Linked DNA regions of Mus musculus: region 1 is linked to region 2. A link is a contact called in public HiChIP or PLAC-seq data. All regions are on one chromosome and are shown on one strand. The core of a region is the stretch at or near the end of the contact, and the rest is flanking DNA. Distances in the headings are between cores, read along the strand shown.

Region 1 (5,947 bases), core at 1,390-3,889, 75 kb after region 2:
CTGCCATGCTAGCTGTCTGTCTGCAAGCATAACAGAGCATCATTAATAGTGTCAGGGATTGGTGCTTGAGACATGGTTATTTAAAAAAGTCATCAGTATGTCGTTTTCAATGGGAAGGAGCCATTTCGTGGCCTTACACTACAAAGGTTTTGCTTTACTTTCTGGGGGAAGTTTAGTAAAATTCCATAGGCACTTGATTTTGTTCAGGTGGGAGTGGGCCCCTCTTATACCTCCCTTGAGGCTTGACTACTCCTTTGGCAGATCTTCAGTCCGAGAACTGAGGTGCAACTGGGTTGGTCTATGTCAAGGGGAGTGGAAGTTTTTTTTAAATGGTGATTGTTGCTTCCATAAAATGTTGTTATTGTTATATAGAAGAAAGGCCTAATTATTATGTATTATATCTACTGTTTTCGTTAAACATTGAATTGCTATAGAACCTGATAAGCAATGTTCTAAATCTTTGGTTTCTTTTAGTTATTGCAGAGGGTGTTTCACCGGGTGAGATTCGAACGTAAAGGTGAAACACTGAAGAGGTTGGCAGAAAGGGGCATTGGCTACCACCACAGTTCCATGAGTGCCAAAGAAAAGCAGTTGGTCGAAATTCTCTTCAGGAAAGGATTCATCAGGGTGGGTCAATTTTTCATTGTAAAAATTGAGACTGTGAATATATAAAGCCACTCTTTTATATATATATATATTTCCCTCATGTAGCTATGTCTCATGGGCTGTAGATTTGGTTTCCTGGATGTGACAGTTTTGCATATGCCCTTTGACATTTAATTGGGGAAATACTCTATGCTGGTCTCAGCTGTGTGTCTTACTTTTTAGTTCTCATATGGAAGGTTGGTTGATGTGGTTTTGCTACAGATATTCTCTCCAAGATTTGGAGGGGATTATAATATTCAAGTTTGGGGCAGATCTTTTTCTACTGTGGTAGCTGAAAGAAGCACATGGTTATCTATCTGCCTCCTCGGGGGCTTCTGGTTATCTCAGCAGAGCTTGCAGATGTGTCAGTAGCTACTGAAGCTTTTCCTGTTACTGATGGGGAACAAGAGGAAGATTGCAATGAATAACTTTCAGTCCACATCCTTGCCATCTTTGTCTAGTACATCCTAGGAAGGCTCATGACGGTGATCCAGACAAGTATACAGAAGGCCCTTAGATCATTACTAACTCAATCTGAATCTTGACTAATATTTAAACACTGACCCTGACGACTAAACATTATCCACTTTGACTTTTGTGTGCCATAAAGTAAATGAAGGGGAGGATGGAAAGAAGAGAGAGAAAAACAGAAAGAGACCTGGCCAAAATACTACTGATCAGTAATTTCTTAGTCACTATAAAGTTATGAGTAACAGATACTAGGGAAATATGATAGCTTCATCAGAGCGCACATTTTCAGAAGGTACATAAGGCTGTTCCTTTTCTATATGTAAAGTTTCTACTCTTTCAAAGTTTGTGCTTGTTAAAGGGATTTGAAAAATAAATATTTAACAATTAGCATGTTTTATTTTGACATATGTATAAGCCTCTGTGAAATGTAATTATTAAAAAACAAGCCACACTATTGCTGGCTTGGCACCAGCCAGTGGTCTCAGTATGTTGCCTGAGACCACTTGTTCCCCCTTGTCAATGCTGGCACACTCCTAAATTTCTGACCTAGCTGGGGGAACATTCTCCCAACTCACACAGTTACCTTTCTCCTTGAGCTCAGTTGAGTCGCCAGAAAATGGAAAACACCAGACAATCTTAGTTTAGAATCAACAGATAGCACATTTGCTGGACATGGAATCTATCACCCTAAACTCATGAACTAGTCTATGTTAGAAATCTTCTGGTGATGGATTCTGCAACCAGATCTAAGAGTTCCTGGTATACATGGTGCCTTCTATGGCTCCCACCTCGCAGTCCAAAAAAGTTCATTTCTCCTTGTGTTCCTTCTTCCTCTCTCGGGCCGGAAGGACTGCCTCCTCCTGATCCAGTGATTGGCTTCTTGTCGTCTTTATTATCCAATTAATTAGGGGGAAATTCTGCTACAAGCCTCAGTTACAAAACAATTAGAAAACATCAATTTATAACCATAAACATCATCAGAAAACAGTACAAACAGCCACCAGTATAAGGAGACAGCAAAAGTCACCATATGTTAACTACATCAGGAAAAAAAAATGAGCAAGAAGTTAGATGATATGAATAAACTTCACACTCTCATCTAGTTCTTATTAGTGATCATGCAATCTAACGGCAGAAAAAGTGAACGTACTTTATTGTTATATCATTTCTCAATGAACTTTGGTTGATCAAATATTTACCAGGAAGTAGCCTTATAAAAGATTTATTGCCCTCTCACAGAGAAATTTCTCTTCTCATATTTTACATACAATGTTTCCTGCAGTACTTATCCCATGCTGGATGTTCTTTGTGACTCTGGATATACAACTATGAATAATGCTTGCACTTTTATATTTGAAAGGTAAACTGAGGTACTAAACAGAGAGGTAGATGGGGATGGGAGAAGATAATTATTTTAGATGTGCCCAGAAGTTTCTCTGTGACATTTGTGTCACACAATTAAGGTGTGTGTGTGTGTGTGTGTGTGTGTGTGTGTGTATGCCCCAACCTGCAGGGATAATCAGCAGGGACCCAGGGCAAGGGAAACAGAGTGGGAGGGACAAGAATCATGAAGAATGAGAGCAAGTCAGTTTCCTGATCAAGCTCTGAAAAACTTTATTCAGGAGTGGCAATATAAGAAAGAAAAGAGGAGGTGCCAAGGGAGGGGGGAAGAGCCCAGGGATTCTCTGAAGGTCAGGCAATCTTCAGCATCTGGAACCTACGGACTCAGTGTCCTCTCTATCCACAAACATTCTTACTGTTACGACCACAAACGTTCTCTCAGGATTGTTTATATAAGCTAGAAAATTTCCACAAAGCCATGACTGAGGCCATGGCTCCCAGCATCTCCTCCCTTTTAATTATTTTCACTAAGGCCCCATGGATCTGGGGTGATTAATAGTCATCTCATCCTTGGATGAGTGGATGTTAACCAGCAGGGGGAGCATTGACCTGATTCCTCTCATGAGTTCCATCAATACCCACAGTCATACCTCTTTGTATTTTGTGGGGAGGGGAGGCAGAACCTTAGAAAAATCCTTAGGATTAGGTTGAAAACAGATACCAACCTCCTTACAAATCAGGTTTGTCTCACGGGGAATTCAGTGATGATCCATGTGAGACCGTCCCCTGTGGTGCTTAGCCTTGCAACCCATGCTGATGCCCATAGTGGATTCATATTATCAAAAACCAGTATGCACAGGTCTGAATCGTATGCAGTTCCTGAAAGAGAATTATCAACCTCAGGTTCAGCAAGGCCTCTGTCAGCCAAATCAAGTCTATAATAATGAATTTGCAAAGGTCTTGATGTCATGGAATCAATCTGCTGTTTTATAAAACCAGAAATTTGTTTTAAAAAAATAAAAGGCCCCAAAGTTATTAATAATAAAATGCTTTTTAAAGGTCCAAGGAGGGGCATCAAGAGGGTGAACATAGAGGACTTCCAGCAATTAGCAGCAGCAGCTGAAAACTGTGTTCTCTGGAGCTCCAAATTAAGTGAATGTAACTGTTGTATTGGAGTTCCCACTCATTCAGAGAGAAACTTATTCCTCTTTCAGAAAGAGACAGGCGCCACCTTTCTCAGTGGTCCGCAAATCAAGTGCTAGTCAATTCTCTAAGGCAACTTGGGTGAGGGAAGTTAATTGTCTCTGTAAAGAAGCTAATGATTCAATGGAGGCTTCCACCGCCAATGGGTTAAAGTTCCTCCAGCCAAACAGGCAGCCAGAGGTTACCAAGGAGGCGCTGGCCACTACAGGAAGGAAAACAGCTTGCTTTATCCTAATATCCGGGGGACTATTCCAGCTCAAATACTTGGAGGGAGTTAGCAAGGTCAACTGAGGAACTAGGGTCACAGGAAGACACAGCAATTCTTTATTTATGTTTTTGGAAAGAGTTTTAGTAAGGGTACCACTACACTACACCAAATAAATAAATAAATAAATAAATAAATAAACAAACAAACAAACAAATAAATAAGAACCCTCAGGGGCAATCAGATCCTGACTAGGTGAGCTAGTCTGATTGCACAAATTATCACTGGGACTAGTATAGCAAAATTTAAATTGCTGTTGTTCAGGGATCAATAACAAGGATATGTCAGAAATTGAGGAAAAGGTCTTAGGACTGGCACCAGACATATTAAAAGGGATGAGATAAGGGATAGCTGTCAATGGAGGGCATCCTAATGCTGCACAAAGGAAGCAGGCTGAGACATTTTCTAATTCAGTAATACTGGCAAGTATCAGGCCCTCTCTTAAGAGAGATAGCCAGGGAAAAAGGGTGATGTGTTTACAATGTGGAGAGAGCTCAGCTTCTTTTCTTTATTCTGTATTATTGTTGTTCTAAGAAGCTCATAATTTTTTTCTTGCAAAACTAGGGCAGAAGTTCCTGTAGCTGCACCTCCCACAAAAGCATATGGAGACTTTAGTTTTAAATCTTAAGTAACTAATTTCCCTGTTGATAGTGAAATTTCCTCCAGCAGGCATATCCATCAACTTAGTGTTGTTTACCATTACCACAACTTCTAGGCCTTCCCATACTGTTGGATGTAATAAAGGGTGAATCAGGGACAAAGGCCCAATACAACTTCTTTATCATCAGTGTCAAGACACTCTCTACAAACTCATGATCAGCATCATTCTTTGTCCCAGCATCAGCATGTCTCATTAACCACTCTGGCCGCTAGCATGCTCCTTCAGCATCTTGCAGAAAAAACACAGACTTGCCCTCTTCCCACACACAGAGAGTTCCTTTACATTGAAATTTTAAAAATTTTTGTGGTGTACAGGGATTTGATTACCCCTTTTTTGGTATTCAAAAGCTAATTTTTCAGAATGCAATGCACACATGCAACAATTCCTTGTCCCATGGATTACAAGGAATTCCAGTTTTATGTTCAATTCCAAATTCCTTACAAAATTGAATAAAGCTATTTCCAGTATAAGCAGGGCCATTATCTACCTTGATGATTTTAGGCAATCCCATAGCAGTAAAAGACTGTAAGCAATATCAATTACATTTCTAGAAGCTTCTCCTGTATGTAGAGAAGCAAAACTGAGTCCTGAACAAGTGTCAATGCAAACATGTATATATTTCAATTTTCCAAATTTTGAATAATGAGTTACCTCTATTTGCCAAATATGATCGGGCATAACCTCTAAATGAAGAACTTGAGACAATGTAAGACACTCAGGACATTGCTTTACAATCATTCTAGCTTGCGCCTTAGTGATCTTATGTCATGGAACCTTAAGGTGTGACTAGAAAGATGAAATTTATCATGATCATCTTTACCCAAAACTCTAGGATCTGAAACTAAACCTTCTCCTATTAAAGCTCTGTCAATACAATTATTGCCGGCAGCTAAAAGTCCGGGAAGATCAGAATGAGCTCTTATAAAACCAATATAAAAAGGAATTTTTTTCGAGCAAGAATGGTGTTTTGTGACATACCACCTCCAGTAGGATCTGTGTGACAAGTTCCACAAACTGAGGCAATTGACCTCAAAAGGCCCTGTAGGTGTATGAGTTGTATTAAAAAATCAACAAATGTAAAGGCAAAGAATAATCTATATATGTAACAAATTGTTTTTCAGTAGCTCTCTCTACTTGTTGTAAGGCCAACAACCCTTTTGAAGGTAAAACTCGAAGAGAGGTAGGATCAGATTTAATTCTCCTGTAAATAAGGACAAAGCCAAGTAATATCAGCTAACAGCTTTTGAAAATCATTTAAAGTTTTAAAATTGTCCCTACGAATAATTATTTTCTGAGGAAAACCAGCTTGATCTGTAAGCCTAAAACCTAAAGAATTATAAGGATCTTGAGTTTGCACTTTT
Region 2 (5,281 bases), core at 2,690-5,189:
CCCCATCAAAACAGATGTTACTGAAACCAGTGAGCACTCGATTAGTACCTTCAGAGAGTCTGTCACTATAATGCCATTCATGGCTTCCCCTGAGGATTCATGGAATATGCCAGAATTCAACCTTGGACTTCCATACAAAATACGGCCTTTGACAACCAAGTGTTACACCTTCCTGATACTGGATACCCCTGGACAAAGGTTTTACAGATCACAAGTATGGTACCTTCTGTACCCACTTGACTATGACATTTATGAATAATTAATTTGATTGAATATAAATCAGGTCATTTTCCTCAATGGTCAGTTATTGGAAAAAAACAAAACAAAACAAAACAAAACAAAACAAAAAAACCCTTAGAGTACCAAACTGTAGGTAAGTACAGAGGGAAGGCATAAGACAGAAACACTGACTATGTTACATAGAGGAAGGTTGAAATGTTAGCTTATGTAGCTCACCCTGACAAGACAGAAACTCAAGAATTCAAAGAGGCTAAAGTCCAGGGCATAAAGTAAAGTGGAAATGGAATGTGTGCTTATCAAAGACTCTGTGAAAGGACAGGGTGTAGCACCTGAGCAGATATTGGAGGTGGAGAAAAACAAACAAAAACCACAAACACCAAAGCATAAAACATAATCCTCAGCTGCTTTATGCACTATGGGGCATGATGTGGTTTAAATGTGTCACCCAGAGTTATGTGCTATAAACACAATCATTACTGTGATCAAGTGGGAGCGAGGGCCCTGAATGGCAGGTATTTGTTGAATTTATAAAGGCTCTGCCTTCACAGATGGATTATAGCAACTAATGGGCTGTGACTTGGGTTTTCACTGTACCCCATCAGTGGTTCTCAACCTATGGGCTGCAACCCTGTGGGGGTCAAGCAACCCTTTCACAGGGGTTGCCTACCAGATATCTTTCATATCAGATATTTACATTATGACTCATAACACTAGCAAAATTACAGCTATGAAGAGACAACCAAAATAATTTTATGGTTGGGGTAGCTACAACATGAGGAACTGTATTGAAGGGTCCCAGCATTAGGGAGGTCGAGAACTGCTATTATAGACGCTACCAACGAGGACTTTTTGCCAGATGCTGGCACTCTGGATTTCAAAGTTTCCAAAATTACAATAAATGCATTTTTCCTTATAAATTACCCAGACTGTGTTATCTTATTTTAGTAACACGGAACAGACAAAGACTAGAAAATTGAGGGGGGTGAATCAAAGTTTATTAAGTTATTCACTGAAAAATCTGAAGTCACTGAAAGTCAAAACAACCATGAACACCACAGAGTTTGCTTACCCTAAAAATGCCCACAAAGAAAATCCCCAAATGATAACAACAGCACACAAGTTTAATTAAAAAAAAAATGAAAAGAAAACAGTTGGTCTATAGGCTGGAAGAATTTCAGTTCTAGAAGGAGAAGCATTTGTCAGAGTTCATGTAACTGAAAATCCTATAAGCAAACTTTTGGTTTTCATTAAGTTTGGTATTATGTCACCACTTATTGTCTTTGTATCACTTTAATCATCAAAATCACTTACCTCATCAAAAAAAGCAACACAAAAATATCCATCTTGTAAAACCTGGAATAGTATGATAATAAATATGAGGATATTCCCACATCACTGAGCTCATAGTCGTCTCCTGTGTTGTAAGAGTCTTAGTTTTGCTACTAGCAAATATGTCATGGTTTTTCTACTACATTAGCTTACATGACTGTATTACATTTAGTTAGTTTGTTCGTTCACTTTTTGGGGCTCCTGTACTGAATTATTCACAGTCGCTTAGAACAAGAGTAACTTGTTCTTAGTTCTGAAAGTCAGTTTCACTGGGTTCAAATCCAAGCGCCATCAGGAGTGGTTTCTAGAAGATCTAGAAAGGAATCTGTTTTCTGTAATACTAACCTGTCAGACAGGATGTTTCCACTGGCACAGTAGTGGTATGATAACCAACGACATTCTGATTTTAGGATTTTAGGTCTATTCTACAGGAGCAACTCATGTCTGACCTAATCCAAAACCCATGAATGGCGAAGTTATAGGCTCTAAAGGGGAAACTACTCCTGTTGCTTTGCTATATGGATATGATGTCAAACCGCCTTCTAAATATTTGTATCTATATTCATAGATTTGGGTGGCTCTGGAGTAGGTGATGGTTAATGCAGAGATAACTGGTGAATAAGGGACAGCTGGGCACTCATCCTAAAATGAGACATTGATATCTTTTCCTCCAAAGCTCAAGGAATATTATGGGGGAAAGGAGGGAAAGAATGTAAGAGTCTCAAACAGGAAAGAGTGCTGTGAAACACTCTCTTCTGGACACGACATGCCTGTTATACCTGTGAATTCATAGTAACAGTGACTATCAACACAAGACAAGGCTCATCAACGTTCCATCACTGATGAGGGGAGCTCATGAGCTCTTCCTGAGGACCAGTAAACATTAACAGTGAGGGAGACATATCCCTCAATGGTGGCCACAGAGTTGTCCTTGCTCCAGTAAATTATATATATATATATCCTGATGTGACATGTCCTCAGCCTACCCCCTGTGTGCTATAATTGTAGACTTTTGACTTGAAAACCCTGTTTTCTCCACCGAGAGCTCTCCTGAGGTGCCAGCTTACTCTTGGTCAGCTGGCTGTGTAAAGAACTCACAGTGCTCACAGTTGGCTTAATAAGCATGGAGATTTGTAACCTGGAGTAGATTATTTCAATTTCATTCCTTGGTTTGTGGTTTTCCATCATCTTCATAGAGTCTTGCTAGAAGACTACATATGTAATCAAATTACCAGCCTGAATTTCTGCCTCTGTCACCACATTAAGAACCTGCTTATGATTATTTTGGGCCCACCTGAGATAATCCACTTATATCATGCTCCTTGGTTTAGGCTATGCGTGCAGTATCTATTACCACAGTTACCACAGTCTCAAGGAATTAGGTCGCTGACTTAAATTGGAGGGAACAGGAAAGGGTGACATTTTCTCACCCAGGAGGACAAAGCCTCAACAAAGCCCAGACACCTCTACCTTTTCAGGTAGTATTTTAATGTAAAGGAGGACAGAAAGGGTGGGACCTTTTCTTACTGTTACCAAGGAAACAGGGGCTAGGTCAAAAGCTGACCATGAGGGAAGGGTCCATTCTTAATGGCCTTCAAAACAATGGATGTTTCTCAAGTTATCTCAACACATTGCATTCTGTTGCTCTTTCCCCATGGATGAGAGTTCTGCCAGTGCCTGACAAAATAGCTTTTGGTCCCATTGTTGTCACGGTCACCCAAATGCAAGAGTCCCCCACTTTCTAGAATTCCAATATTGAAAATAGAATTGTCATATTTAGAGCCTTCCTAAAGTTCAGCAAGCATAGGATACTAAGCAAGCCAGCTTTCAAACCCAAATTTCAGGTATTGACAGGTAAAAAACCAAGCCAAACCAAATCAAACAAAATCAAAGGAAAGAAAAGTTATTAAGGCTGAGATAAAAGTAGGCTCCATTTTCAGCTTGTTTAGTAGTGCCATTCGGCTAAAGAAGATCCCAAATGGATTAATCACAGGCTTCAATAATAGACTCATGTAATCTCAAATTCCTACCTACCTTTAAAATACTACCTGAAAAGGTAGAGGTGTCTGGGCTTTGTTGAGGCTTTGTCCTCCTGCTGTCGTTAGCACAGTAGGAGCAATTGGCACAGCGCCCGGAGTTCTGCTGCTACAGCCTCTCCAATGTTGCCTTGCTTAGATGTCTCCAGATTTCCCTGTCAAATCCTCCTCCTTACCTCAAGAATCCCAAAGCCTCTGGTTTTCCTACCTTAACAGTACTAACTTTACCAAAGGATGCGCAAAGCTGCATTCACCAAATGCTCTTTGATTAGTGATGAATGGAAACCGAAACTTAAAGCTTCTGGGAGCAGAAGAGAAACCGAAACTATCCTTCACTTATAAAAGGCGGCCTGAGAGACTCACAAGTTGCCACTTTTTGGAGCTAGCGATTGGTCTTAGGTCTCCTGTGGTCGACTGTGTGCTTGCTTGTTACCTGCAGCGCGGACCAGCGCGCTCAATACCTGCTGCGCAGACCAGCGGTTCTCTGCACGTAGCAGGTCCAGGTTCCCGGTCTGGGCTTCCCGGTGAGGCCAGGGGGTTGCTTCTGGGCTCGCCAGGGGATTGTAGGGCGTGCCTAGGTCAGAGTATCCCAAAAGAGGAGCTGGAGCGGAGCTGAGGGGACAGCACTAGGAGGTAGCTTTCAATGGGCAGTGGAGCACAGACCCACCTACCCCAGTGGCCAGTACTCGGTGGACCACAGAGGGAAGAGGTCTGAGTGGTGAGTGGCAGGGAAAAAGATGCCTGACTCAGTCTCTTGAGGATCCTTTGTAAACGGGTAGCTGGGATAGGGATCAATAAGTAGGGGCATTGGGGTGTGTGCACAGCCAATAAATGTTGAACATCCCCACCAATAGTTTTTCTCCTAGGTGCCGAATCGAATCGGGGCCCTACTTCAGGCTTCCAGAGCTAGAAGCAGAATGTGAAGAAAAACCCAGATGAATTGTAGTTGCCCTGAAATTGCAGTGGCTAAGACAAGTTATGCTTTACTGCAGAAATGCATCCCCCCACCCAATCTCTTCGTATGCTAGCCCTAGCAGTCTCCCTGGGCTTCCTGGTACTCCCCATGGAACCCAGGTTGGGCCAACTTGGAGTATCCCGCTGCCTCAGTCTCCCTGTTTGAGTCATCTGAGATTTAATGTATTCATGTGTAAGGAGCAGGGATTGATTTTCTGTTTCCTCATCACAAATCAGCACAAACTGAGTTGCTTTAAACACAATAGGTGTTTTATTTTACAGATTCTGTTTAGGCACAGGCTAAGTGCTTTTTGCAAAGCCCAGCATAGAACTCAAGATGTCTGCCAGGGCGGAGCCAGGTTCTGGGTGCTCATTTTGGTTCCTTGAGGTCAGTAAGAAGTCTGGAATTCTCTGATTTCTTGCAAGTTGTTGATTAAGGGTAACTCAGAGTCTGATACCTTCCATTGTCACACTTCAGGTCACTTCTCACAGGTGGCTGTACTTTCCAAGGATATAGGAGGCTTTCTCAATTAACTAACATGCCTCATTACCAGAGAGACTGTCCTGGTAATAAGGGTGTCAGGACGCCCAACATATATATACGTATATACATATATGCATATATATATACATATATACATACATACATATATACATACATACATACGTACATACGTACATACATACATACATATATACATATATGCATATACATATACACA

The links. HiChIP or PLAC-seq counts read pairs in DNA pulled down with a chosen protein or histone mark.
Region 1: an H3K4me3 HiChIP or PLAC-seq map of intestinal crypt epithelium shows a contact between it and region 2, with 5 read pairs. The contact joins the enhancer-like site here to the promoter of Ddx60 in region 2. A contact is called at or near these places in 4 of 39 promoter capture datasets (cranial neural crest, embryonic stem cells and macrophages), 6 of 484 Hi-C or Micro-C datasets (embryonic stem cells, erythroblasts, nephron progenitors and 1 more), 1 of 115 datasets of contacts at active chromatin or transcription factors (intestinal crypt epithelium) and 3 of 9 other capture datasets (adipose tissue, liver and pancreatic islet).

Annotation. Positions count from the first base shown.
Region 1 is chr8:62,000,077-62,006,023 of GRCm38.p6, forward strand. Ddx60 (DExD/H box helicase 60) reads left to right here. Exons shown (of 38, transcript NM_001293783.1): 28 at 475-627. Among named protein-coding and RNA genes, the nearest start is that of Ddx60, 75 kb to the left of the region's middle. Within about 2 kb of position 2,640, at least 9 of the 459 cell types and tissues checked have an H3K27ac peak or open chromatin away from gene starts, as enhancers often do. A contact at or near this core is called in intestinal crypt epithelium, where this site is marked.
Region 2 is chr8:61,924,148-61,929,428 of GRCm38.p6, forward strand. It overlaps Ddx60 (DExD/H box helicase 60), which reads left to right and starts at 3,940. Exons shown (of 38, transcript NM_001293783.1): 1 at 3,940-4,129.